Regions from separate parts of the Sus scrofa genome. Here all the other regions are linked to region 1. A link is a contact called in public Hi-C and HiChIP or PLAC-seq data. All regions are on one chromosome and are shown on one strand. The core of a region is the stretch at or near the end of the contact, and the rest is flanking DNA. Distances in the headings are between cores, read along the strand shown.

Region 1 (2,878 bases), core at 245-2,744:
CTCACATTCTCTGGCCCACACCTTCAATATTCAGATGGGGGGAAACGCAGCCTACAGAGGAATATGGCACATCCAAAATCAGGTACTGAGTCAGGATCAAGGCTGGGACTTCACCCACTTGTCATTGTCATCTGCACAGACATACTCACTTCTGCTGGCTTTTTAGCCACCAGCAATATTATGAGATCGTAACTACTCTAAAAGCCTCAACGTCACTGTGAGGCAATGTAACATTTTCCACCAGCATGGACAGGGACAGAAGAACCATGGATGGAGGGAGGCCAGTATGCTCCCATCTCAGCTGTCATTTTGCATTTGATCCCTTCTGTGCCAGCAACTGGATTTATTGCTGGTTAGAACAGTGACTCACGGTCCTTTGACGCCAACCAACTAATTTATCCTGCTATGCTTAGTAGGTACAAATGTTTAGCATGTGGTCAAAAATAGAGATCCCTCACCCTCCACCCCGTCATCCCGGCCCTTAACTCTTGCTTGAGCTAAGGACTTTCTCAAACCCACGTCAAACTTTTGCCTCAAATGTAATTGGCTTTATTTTAGGTATCACTGACTTGTAACCCAGTCATGAAGGCTAGCAAAATATAAAAGGCAAGACTCTCACCTAGGAGTTCCCTGCCCCAAGTCTATCCTCACTTCTTTTTTAAAACTGATTTGTCACCTTTGGCAACTCATTTCTTCTCTCTGAGCCACATTATCCCCAAATGAGAGGGTTAAATTGGGTGAGTTTTGGTGGATTGTCTATTTTAAGGAGGTTCTTATAAGATTATGCTTTTATCAGAGGCATCTTGCTACATCTCAGGTTTTCTCTATCATCCTGATATGCTTTGGGGATGAGGCTCTGTTCTCAATGGAGTTCTGCTCTATTTCTAAAATGATGAGGAGCTCCTTGAAAGCTAAGAACGATGTCAGTTTAACCTGGGTGAAATTAACTTCAGGATTAGCAATGGGGGCACAACAAACTTCAGAACTTGACATGATTTAAGTTTTCTCTCTTGCATTACAGTATTTCTTTTGAAACCTACTTCCCAGGCCAAATGGACAGGGCACCCACTGTAAGCATCTAAGAAGTGAAAATGAATTCAGAGGAAAACCCTACAGGGCTAAAAATAAATGAGGTGTTTTATTTTAAAAGTCACAGATAGCTTTGACTCTGGAGAGCTGGCTGTGTATTGATTTTTCTAACATGACTGTGAGAACTTGGGTCTGAAACTTGAGTCTCTCCATCTACTTATTCAGCTAGTATTTCTTAAGTGCCTGTGTAGTGCCAGGCAGTTTGCTATGGCTGTGGGAAAACAGCCATAATATTAATACTACCCTGATCCTAAAAAACTTAAACTCTTCCAGAGATGATTTGGCAGGTGCCCAGATCATTAGGTTTTTGTTTGTTTTGCTTTTCAGGGCCGTACCTGTGGCATATGAAGTTCCCAGACTAGGGGTCGAATTGGAGCTACAGCTGCCAGCCTACAGCACAACCACAGCAACTCGGGATCCGAGACTTGTCTGTGACCTACATCACAGCTCACGGCAATGCCGGTTCCTTTAACCCATTGAGCGAGGCCAGAGATCACACCTTCATCCTCATGGATACTAGTGGGGTTGGTAACCTGCTGAGCCACGACGAAACTCCCGGGATCACTGTAGTTTAAGGCAGTGGCTTCAACACCAGGAGAAATCTTGGGGCTTCAGAGGAGGGTAACATTCTGTTTCCCTGACGGTGCTTCCCAGAGAGAGTGGCATCCTCAGTCTTGATGGGGATCAGCAAGATTTTAATTCAGTGTCAATAAGCCAGAGATGGGGGAGCTTGCCTCTTTGTGATTCTTTTTTTTTTTTCCTTTCATCTATAGAATGTGATAATAATAGTATCAGCCTCATAGACTTGTGAGTAATATGTGATTTCATATGTATTAAAGCTCTTAGAAAAGTTCCTGGAACATTGTAAGTGCTCAAAAACATTAATCATTATTTTTATTCTTAGCATCAGAGTAAAATTACCCTCAAAGTTTCTTACAGTCTCAAGAGCGAGATCCATGGAGGGAAGCCCCGTACCCATTGACTTTCTTCTAGGTTACAGTAAAGCCCCTCTGGTCTTCGCAGGTGTCTAGGGTGCAACTCACAACTGTACTGTCACTTTCTCCATCTCCCCCAACTTGTCTTTCTCTGTCTTTCAACCTCTAACACACACACACACACACACACACACACACACACACACGCACACATGCATGCACACACAAAAAGTGCTTCTCTCTGTAGGAGCTGGACTGTTTATCAAAAGCTCCAGGTGTAGGAGTGTTTCAAGTGATTTTTGGAAACTGATATAATTTCAGAGATAATAGGCATCAAGACTGTGGGTGTGAAATACAAACAATAGGTGAGTTCATATCGACATCTTTACATTGAGGAGAGGTGGGTTTTCCTTTTGATTGCTTTTTTTTTTTTTTTTTTCTTTTCCAAAAGCATCGTCATTTATTTGGTTTGACAACAATCTTTCCTCTGGAAATTAGACATCAAGACATACAACACAGGGGTGTAGCTGATTAATTGTAAGAAGGACTCAATCTCTTTTGAGCATGGCTTGGTCCTCCTTCAGGCATGGCAGCCTACAAAAATGAATTTGATATGAGTCATTTATTTTACATAAACCAAAGAGGTTACCCCTAAGATGAACTGTCTGGCTTACTGTTCCCCACCCCCACCGAGTCCCACACACCATCGCAGGAAGGCATTAGCAGTTTCAAAACTTGAACTTTCTCTCAAACATTTCTTTACTTGAACCAAGCAGAATTTCTACATTAAAAAAATAATTGTCACTGTGCCAGTTGTATTGAATGATTATGGACATGTTGTCCTTTCAGTTGAG
Region 2 (2,935 bases), core at 122-2,621, 180 kb before region 1:
TAGCATGTTCTAGGAATTGTGCCAGTGGTGAATAAGATGCACACTTTGCCACTAAAGGGCTTAAATACTAGTCAAAAAAATAGATAATTGAGTAGTAAGTTAAGTATAGGAGGAAATATGGTATTATGGGACTTTGGAGAGCTATCAAAGGGATGCGAATGGGTGACACCTGGATAGGGGATTAGAAAAAATGATAAGTGAGCTGAATCAATCTCAGGATAGGCCTCTGTGTCCAATGCTCACTCATCTGTTTCTTTAGTCATCATTCAATGATTTACTTTTGTTCCTTCAAATAGCAGCCCTTTACTGGGTGTGTACTGCCAGACACTCTTAGGCAATCACTCTTTTATTCCTAATCCCCTTCGAAGAAAGAGTGGCCATTTGACAAGTTCTTGAGCCATTGAGGTGAAAAGAGTAAAAAGGTAAAAAGAGTAAAATTGCTGCAGGGGTCCAGAAATATTTTGACTCCCTGATATTGATACCGCAGTTTTTCTCTCCACCTTTATGTTCACTGAAATATGTATATGATGATTGTAGCTGCTGCCGCCAGAATGTAACCATGAGGAAAAGCGCAGGGAATTTCAACTTAATAGAATTGTGATGATTTTATGGTCCCTCTCAGCTAGCACCAGCAGTCATCTTCTTGTGTATATTTTGTGTGAGAAAAAGAAATTTCCATTTGTTTAAGTTGGTGTAGTTGGGTTTTCTGCTACTTGCAACTGATAGCATTCTTAACAAAGTTGGGCCTGTACTTTGGGCCTAGACTTTTTTTTTTTTTTTGTCTTTTTGCCTTTTCTAGGGCTGCTTCCCAAGGCATATGGAGGTTCCCAGGCTAGGGGTCTAATCAGACCAGAAGCTGCCGGCCTATGCCACAGCCACAGCAACGAGGAATCTGAGCCGCGTCTGCAAACTATACCACAGCTCACGGCAATGCCGGATCCTTAACACGCTGAGCAAGGCCAGGGATCGAACCTGCAACCTCACAGTTCCTAGTGTGATTCATTAACCACTGCGCCACGATGGGAACTCCTGGGCCTAGACTTTTGAATGGTGATCTCTTAATAAAGCTGTCTGTTGCAAACAGCCTGAAAAGGAGAGAGCCCACACTACAAAGGAGCAGGTGCTAACAGCCCTTCAGTTGTTCCACTTCAGTGAATGAGGCACGGAGATTTATAACGGGGAGGTTGGGACAAGAGTTATAGGTGTCTGGCCCCCTGTCTCAGCACCACCGTGTATTTCATTAATGAAGTGTGAGACCAGAACTCCATAAATTCACATAGTAGCAGAAGTGGGCTGCAGCTCCTCAGTGGAGTTATTCAGGGAGCCCAGCATCACTCTTTGCGTATTAGAGAAGTTCACAGCTGGTTAAAAATAGGCTTGGAGAGAAGTCGCTTTTAGACCACAGCTCATTTTGGATTTCTCTGGAATCCCATTCTGGGCCACAGTGTATTTCCTTTTTCCTTTCCTTTGAGTAAGAGCACCCAGGCGGTTCCGAGACAATAGATATAGGGTTATCTTTAGGTCTGCCGTGCACTGAAAGCAGAACTAGGGAGAAACAACAGTAACCCTTTAGGCACATGGAGTGTTACAGCTTTTTAATAAGTGCCCACATGGACCGAGCCTTCACATGGGTGAGGCTTTAAACTCCTCAAAACAACCCTCTGAGAAAAGTACCATCAAGAACCTCTTTCCTCTGATGAGAAACCTGAGGTTCAGAGTAGAAAAGCAACTTATTTAAGGTCACACAGCTAGTAAGCAGCAGGACCCGATGGGGCTTTCCACATCACATCATTTTGATCCTTAGAGCAGCCTTGTGAAGTAGGCAAGGTGGGGAGACGACCCCAGTTTACAGAGAGAAAGCAGGACCAGAGAAGTGAAATGATTTACCAAAGTCAATTTGCTCATGCACAATAAAATCAGGGCTTGAACTACACTGCTGATTTTTTTTTTTTTTTTTTTTTTAAGGGCTCCACCTGTGGCATATGGAAGTTCCCAGGCTAGGGTCAAGTTGAAGCTTCAGCTGCCAGCTCATGCCACATCCACAGCAACGTTGTTGGATCAGAGTGACATCCGAGAACTACACAGCAGCTCATGGCAATGCTGGATCCTTAACCCACTTGTTGAGGTCAGGGATTGAACCCATATCCTCACGGGTTCTTATCCCACTGAACCACAACGGGAACCCCCACACTCTGACCTAAAGTCCGAGAGCACTGTAGAAACTAAACATTCAGGTCCCTCAGTTCTGAAAGAAGAACAGTCTGAATTTTGTGGGGTTGACTTCTAAGGTTTAACTGCAGGCCCTGTATCAAGGAGCCAAATATTTCAGGGCTAATCTGATTTATTCAGAGTCTATGAGTGCTATGTTCCTCTCTAGTACATCTGTTGAATGATATTAGGTCCTGACATTTAAAATCCCAGTATAATATTGTTTCACTGTTAATGTAACAGTCCTTCAAATAGTGGGAGAAGAGTGAGCTGGAAGGAATAGATGTCTTAAATGTGGGACAGCCAATTTAGCTGATAAAATTAATATAATATACCTTTGAACATTTAAATTATCCTGCGACAAGGCAGCGAGAATTAACTTATAATGGGGATAGGGTAGGTACTGTACATGTGAACTTTTTTTTTTTTTTAAAAAAAGAAAAAACACACCTGAGTTTTGAAAAATAAAAGTGGTTTGCCCACATTTTCAAGCACAGTGGTAATCAAAAGAGCTCTATGGAGGTAATAATACCTTGTATTTAAATACTGCTTGTCTCTGAAGAGCTCACAGCATGCTATAATCATTTCCTTATTATGATTCTCAAAACTTCCTGGGTCAAAAAGTCACAAAGTTTAAACCTTAACCACCTGGCCTCAGTTTCCTCTTGGGGAATGTGAGGTGAAAAAGTAGGCTATGGTCTCAGAATTCCATCAATGCCCAAATTCT
Region 3 (3,009 bases), core at 267-2,766, 130 kb before region 1:
AGGAATAGATTCTTATTACAGTACTTAGCTGTGCTGTGTTTGCAAATCACTGACCTGATAATTTGCAGAATCCTTATTTCAGAAAGATTTGTTCTAGTGGAAACTGGAATTCGTAATTTGGAGCTGGACACATCCCAAACCCAGAAGAACTCAGCTTGATAGGACCTGCAGCTACCTCCATCCTTACTCAGCCCTAAGCAGGCAACAATTTCGGGCAAGGCTTTAGTGGGCAAGAGTTAGGGACCCCAGGTTTTTCCTGATTCTGTGTGTGACTCGTGTGATGTTAGGAAAACCACTTTTCTGTTAGTTGAAGCTCAGTTGCTTCAACTGTCACATGTTGGGCTTGGATTTATCAATGTGCTTCTAACTTTGAAAGCCATTGTATTATTATTATTAATATTTATTATTTTTTCCTGAGAATGCTGTGGGAACCTAGGATGTATAAATGTAAAAGTACAGGGGGCTGAGGACTTAGAGCCCCTTCATTTACTCCATTTGTGTTGCTGTGTGACCTCTTCATGGAAGGCAGTATGGAAATGATTGGCTAACTCCCAGAAACCCCTTTAGTCCCCAACACCAGCATTAAGGACCAGTACTATCTTAGATAGTTAAACATCTGAGGGCTTGCAGTAAGCTCAGAATTCAGGATCCAGAACTGGGCAGATAGAAAAAGGGGTCATAATGGCATAACTGGGGTAGAGGGCAGCACGACACAGATGTTACGCTTCACAGGTGCACAGCACTTTACAGTTGACAAGATATTTGTGCATCAGTTGTCTCTTTAGAGCTTGCCCAGCACTGCACATATAGATATTTTCATGATGACCTTTCATGAAGCAGCGATTGGGTACCTGGTACAGGGATATACCAGGAATACAAAGAGGCTCCATTTGAGCCTCAGGAAGCTCATCATCTGATAAAGGAAAAGGCATGTAAACATATTGCAATTGCAAAATTGAAAGGTTCTAAGAGAAGTGCATGCAAATGTGGAAGGGAGAAGAGAAAGAAATGCTTCACTTTTCCTTGGGGGGGGAAGAAGGCACACTTAGTGGGGAGTGGGCCCTGCCCTGGGGAGTGGAGTTCCCCAGGCATTTAATGGGGTGGGGGGTTGGGGGTCATTCCACCTGTTTGAAGTCTAGACAACTCCGAAAAAGCCTGGTGGGGAAGAGAAGAGGAGTCTGGGGAACCTGGCTGGGGGGGTTGGGTAGCAAGGAGAGTTGCGGCTGTGAAGGTAGCCTGGTGGGGAAGGGCCTTGAATGCAATGCAAAGAATTTGGACCCTGTGGCAATGAGATCTGAGCTTTCTAGATGAGGAGACAGGTTCACAGAAGTCTGAACCTTTGCTGAAGTCACAGGCACGGGGAAAGCAATTGCAGGGCCGGCTGGACCAGTGTCCTGTGGCTCTTCCTGCTACCCTGTGCTGCCTCCAGCAGGCCTGAACCAGGCAGGCCCTGCGTGGGAGAGGCCTCTGGGCTGTTTATCCTGCTCGGTAGGGCTGGCCCTGGCCGGGAATGGAAGCGGGTGGGGTGGGGGCCATGGAGGAGAGGAGGGGCCTGACAACAAGGGCTACATTCAAGGCCTGCACTGGAGCCTGCGAGGAGAATGGAAAGCTACAGTCTGTCGGAGCATCCAGCCTTGGCAAGGCGGTCGGGGCCTTATAAGGAAATGTTGTTCTCTCCCAGCCAGTGGGGCTGGGATGGAGCCCTGTGCCCACAGGACAGAGCTGCCCTTGTGGGGGTAGGCCGGGGTGCCACCCGCCCCTCTGTTGTGAGCCAGAGCTCTCAATGGGCCACTTCTGCAGGCTCAGCAATCCCTCTCAGCCCCAGCCTGGGAGCAGCCCCCACCCCCTCCGTGCCCTCCACTCCCCAGTGCCCTGGGCTGATTGGAGGAAAGGAAAAAAACAAAACAAAACAAAGCCTTGGCCAGATTTCAGGCCTCCATGCTGTTTGATGCCGAATAACCCCGAAAACAGGCTCAAGTCAAATTCCCTCTCCCGTCTCTGCAGGGTGTGCGAGGGGAGGGATGGCTCTGTGCCTTTCGTCCCTGCCCTGCACCCAGTTGTCTCCTCCTTGTGACCACAGAACTCCCAGCGCTGAGTTCTGTCGTTGCAGAAAGGCAGAAAGTGGGCAGAAAGAAGCCTGGTGCTGGTGCCGAGGGGGCCGGGCCACTGGCACTGGCGCACTCCTAGGAGCAGGGCGACTCTCTCCAGACTCCTTACCAGTGCCCAGCAGGCCAGAGGGCCTGGGAGACTTCGGAGGGTGCAGAGGAAAAACACTGCTGGCCAGTAGAGCAACAGAGAAGGCTCCTAGGGAAACCATGGTCAGGTCAGCATTCCTCAGCTCCTGGAAGCGGCGCAGCTCTGCAGCCGTGAGGGGTGATTTAAAGCACTGATCCCTAAGAGATCTCCCTAAACCTGAGACGGGCTAGGAGCAGAAGAGATGCTTAGTGTGGCCTTTCACTTTGCTTATTCGCAGACGCACAGACGCATGAAACCCTGGAGCTACCAGGAAACAGGTCAGCCAGCCCAGCTCTCCACCTAAAGCAAACTTGGCAGAACTTTCAGCCGCCTGTGCTCTCCCCGTGACCATGAACTCAGTCCCTCAAGCCAGTTCCTTTGCATCTACAGGTGACCCTGTGTGTCACCCACCAAGGCACCACCTCGAGGGTATTGTCCAAAGCCGAGCCATGAGAGTCACACAGTGAACAAAATGCGAAGGAGAAAGTTAGGAGCCCTGAGAAAATCATGGGGAAAATGTTCTTAGAGTTGAGAGAAAGGGAAATTCCTCTTGAATAGGTGACCAGAGCAGTGTTCATTGAAGGCCAGGGGTGAGGGGAGACATTTGGGGTGCAGAAAGGCTTGGAGTTCAGGAAGTGATATTTTACTATTATTATTATTCTTTTTAGGGCTGCACATGTGGCATATGGAGGTCCCCCAGCTAGGGCTGAATCGCAGCTGCAGCTGCCGGCCTACACCACAGCCACAACAACGCAGGATCTGAGCAGCATCTTC
Region 4 (2,839 bases), core at 265-2,764, 250 kb before region 1:
CCTACAAAACCTGAAATATTTGCTCTCTGGCCCTTTACAGAAGATGTTTGTTGATCCCTGGGCTAGAAAGATAAAGAGATGCAGAGAGCCAATTATACTTAAATTTCACATTGGTTGTTGCAAGTGGCTACTTGCAGTTTTTCATTTACTTCTCTGTGTTTTTCCGTAATGTTCCTAATTTTCTCCAGTGACCATGGATTACTTTGAAATTAACAGTAAAAAAAAGTTTTTGTACCTTGAGCAAGCAATCTGATGTCTCACTAATCTATCTTGGAAAATAATCGGAGGTGTAGATAAAGAATTGATAAAAAGGATGTTCATCACAGTGCTATTTACAATGATGAAAAACTAGAAACTCAAATGTCAGCTATCAAAAAAAATTAAAAATTACAGCATATTCTTATGATGGAATAATATCCAGTCATCAAAAATAACATATATTAGGAATTCCTAATGCCATGTTCATGCTTTATTTTTTGGTGAAAGGGTAGTACACAAAACTGTATATACTGTAAGACAACATGTCAGAAGAACGCAAATGCACAAAAATGTAATGAATTACTCAAGAATATTAGAAACAAACAGTGTTTGTATCTAAATTGTGGATTTACAGGTGAGTCTCATTTCCTTCTTTATTTGGTTCTGTATATTTGAAATATTTTATTATGAGTATGTACTACTCTGAGAGCAATACTTAGAAAATTTGCATTTGTTTTTTGCTTTCAGTTCTTCCTGAGGGATTGAGAGGAGGTTGGAGAGGAGGAGACATCTGTGCTACATTTTGAGGGATGAGCAGGTGTTCACCAGATAGAAACAAAGGGCCCAGGGCCAAGAAGAAAGCACATGTGAAGACATACAGGCGTGCGAGACAGTGTGACCAGTAACACTCTCATTAGCTGAAGCAGAGAGTGAGGCAGGCAGGGGGTGGCAGGAGACATTCCTAGAACCAAGGCAAGGTCAGATGATGGCAGGGTGGAGGTGTGCCCAGGGAAAGATTTTACCCAAAGGCCAGGGGAGATGGTGAGTGAGAGGGCAGGAAGCCCCCAGGGAAGCTGGAGAAATGCTTGCCCTGAAGCAGAGCCGGGAATCGCAGAAGCTCAAGCAGAGCAGGAAGAAAACTGGTAGGTAAGGGTCTTCCACTCAGTTCCACTCACAAAACGATTCGTTTTCTCCGAACAAGGCCATGCATGTATTTATGCCTAGAAATAAAATTAACTGGAAAATCAAACCAACACTTTCTTACCGCCCCCAGGCATTGCCAGAGGCCATTCTGACGTCCTTCTAAAAGTAGACCCAACGAAGCATCCCTGTTTTTTCACAAGTTACTTCTGAGTGTTAGGCACAGATGCCAGGAAAAAGAACAGGCCTGCAGGTGCCATTCTGTTCAGTAGACCTAAGGCAGGAGGTTGAGTGGACGAGGAGTTAGAGGAAAAAAGCCTCACACATGGAGGATGAGCTAAGACAGGGCCAGATGATCCCTTCTCCAGCCAGAGGTCATGCTCTTGGAGGAAAAAAAAAGGCTGCAGAGAGGCCCTGCTCAAGTTGCAGTCAAGGGTGGCTTCCCAGCAGGAAGAGAAATGGGGTTCCAGTAAACCGGGAATGGTGCTGGCAGTGGACACTCAGACCTGTTCACAGTGGCTTTAAATGGAAATCTGAGCAGGGGAGGAATCTAGAAGTGCAGAGCATGAGTTGGGCAAACAAATGTGTAGCAGATACAGGCACTCTAGAAGGACAAGGGCTCCAGAATCACAAGGGAAACCAGGGGAGAGAGACAGGTTTGGCCAGACTGCCAGGCCTCCAGGGGCCCTGAGGCCCGAAACAGGAAATGTGCTGCAGGGCTGGGGTAGGAGCCAGGGAGGAGCTCACAGGGCTACGTGGAGGGCCATCTGTCAGAGGTTCAAGGATGAGCCAGAGATGAAGGGAAGGCAAAAGAGGGTCACTGAGGAAGATTCAGCACAGCCTTCCAACCAAATTCAAAAGCCCTGGGGGTGAGCAGGCTTCAACGATCAACAGGGAATGTGGAGGATTGGCTCTACAGGGCCCACATCAACGTTCTCAAAACGTCTTTTTCTTTCTTGATGGCCAAACATGTCTCCATGTCCACAGGGCCATCACTGTGGAAACCTGACAGGCTCTCTCCATCACCCTGCTGCCAGGATGCTTCCTCTGCTTATACACACACCCAGCGACACGGCACTGCTTCACCCATGCCTCAATCTGGTTTGCATGTCTGTTTCCTGTGTTGACCACAAGGCCCCAGACGGCCGAAAGGGTACTTTATTCACCTTCCCCGCCCTGTTCTGAGAATGGCAGACAACGGACACAGAGTCAACTCCATAAGTCGGCTATGACTCTCCTTTTGCACCAAGAAAACGCCTGATGGATTCTCGCTCTGACTCACCATCAGTGAGACCCACAGTTGAGGGAAGCAAAGAGGTAAGTGATCACTCAGGATTTAATTCCAACCAAGGAAGAAAAGTTTGATGCAGTGGGCAGAAGACAAACATTGGGAAAATGATACCATACTGCTCTGAGTGAAGATCTGAAGAAAGGGAGATTCAGAGACCTTGGAAAATAAAGTAGTAGGCAGCAAGCGGCCTGGTTGCTTGGAGTAGTCCCAAGGCAGCAGAGAAGAGGGGGACCAATCAAGATGTGTGGAGAAAAGAAGACATGGGGCGGGGCAGCCTAACTGGGGTATAGCATGAGGGGAACCTGATCCAAACACAGATTGGCTGTAAAGCACCCAGACAGCCTGGACATCCCAGAAGCACCATCCTCCTCCAACACTCCCTCCTAGTTAGGCCGCAAGAGCCTAACTCTTCTCACCCATGTGAATCAA

What was found. A called contact is a pair of places that touch in the nucleus more often than the background predicts. HiChIP or PLAC-seq counts read pairs in DNA pulled down with a chosen protein or histone mark.
Region 2: an H3K27ac HiChIP or PLAC-seq map of skeletal muscle shows a contact between it and region 1. The contact joins two enhancer-like sites. A contact is called at or near these places in 1 of 5 promoter capture datasets (liver) and 2 of 2 datasets of contacts at active chromatin or transcription factors (alveolar macrophages and skeletal muscle).
Region 3: an H3K27ac HiChIP or PLAC-seq map of skeletal muscle shows a contact between it and region 1. The contact joins two enhancer-like sites. A contact is called at or near these places in 1 of 47 Hi-C or Micro-C datasets (embryonic fibroblasts) and 2 of 2 datasets of contacts at active chromatin or transcription factors (alveolar macrophages and skeletal muscle).
Region 4: a Hi-C map of skeletal muscle shows a contact between it and region 1, with 5 times the contacts expected there. The contact joins two enhancer-like sites. A contact is called at or near these places in 1 of 47 Hi-C or Micro-C datasets (skeletal muscle) and 2 of 2 datasets of contacts at active chromatin or transcription factors (alveolar macrophages and skeletal muscle).

The regions. Positions count from the first base shown.
Region 1 is chr13:125,554,472-125,557,349 of Sscrofa11.1, reverse strand. It overlaps LOC106508361 (a long non-coding RNA gene), which reads right to left. Exons shown (of 2, transcript XR_001304512.2): 2 at 2,415-2,618. LOC110256388 (a long non-coding RNA gene) reads left to right here. Exons shown (of 2, transcript XR_002337801.1): 2 at 1-1,152. Among named protein-coding and RNA genes, the nearest start is that of BCL6, 170 kb to the right of the region's middle. Within about 2 kb of position 1,494, at least 3 of the 83 cell types and tissues checked have an H3K27ac peak or open chromatin away from gene starts, as enhancers often do. A contact at or near this core is called in skeletal muscle, where this site is marked.
Region 2 is chr13:125,734,802-125,737,736 of Sscrofa11.1, reverse strand. No RefSeq gene overlaps it. Among named protein-coding and RNA genes, the nearest start is that of LPP, 46 kb to the left of the region's middle. Within about 2 kb of position 1,371, at least 5 of the 83 cell types and tissues checked have an H3K27ac peak or open chromatin away from gene starts, as enhancers often do. A contact at or near this core is called in skeletal muscle, where this site is marked.
Region 3 is chr13:125,682,503-125,685,511 of Sscrofa11.1, reverse strand. No RefSeq gene overlaps it. Among named protein-coding and RNA genes, the nearest start is that of LPP, 98 kb to the left of the region's middle. Within about 2 kb of position 1,516, at least 46 of the 83 cell types and tissues checked have an H3K27ac peak or open chromatin away from gene starts, as enhancers often do. A contact at or near this core is called in skeletal muscle, where this site is marked.
Region 4 is chr13:125,807,871-125,810,709 of Sscrofa11.1, reverse strand. All of the region lies in intron 1 of LPP (lipoma-preferred partner), which reads right to left. Among named protein-coding and RNA genes, the nearest start is that of LPP, 27 kb to the right of the region's middle. Within about 2 kb of position 1,514, at least 13 of the 83 cell types and tissues checked have an H3K27ac peak or open chromatin away from gene starts, as enhancers often do. A contact at or near this core is called in skeletal muscle, where this site is marked.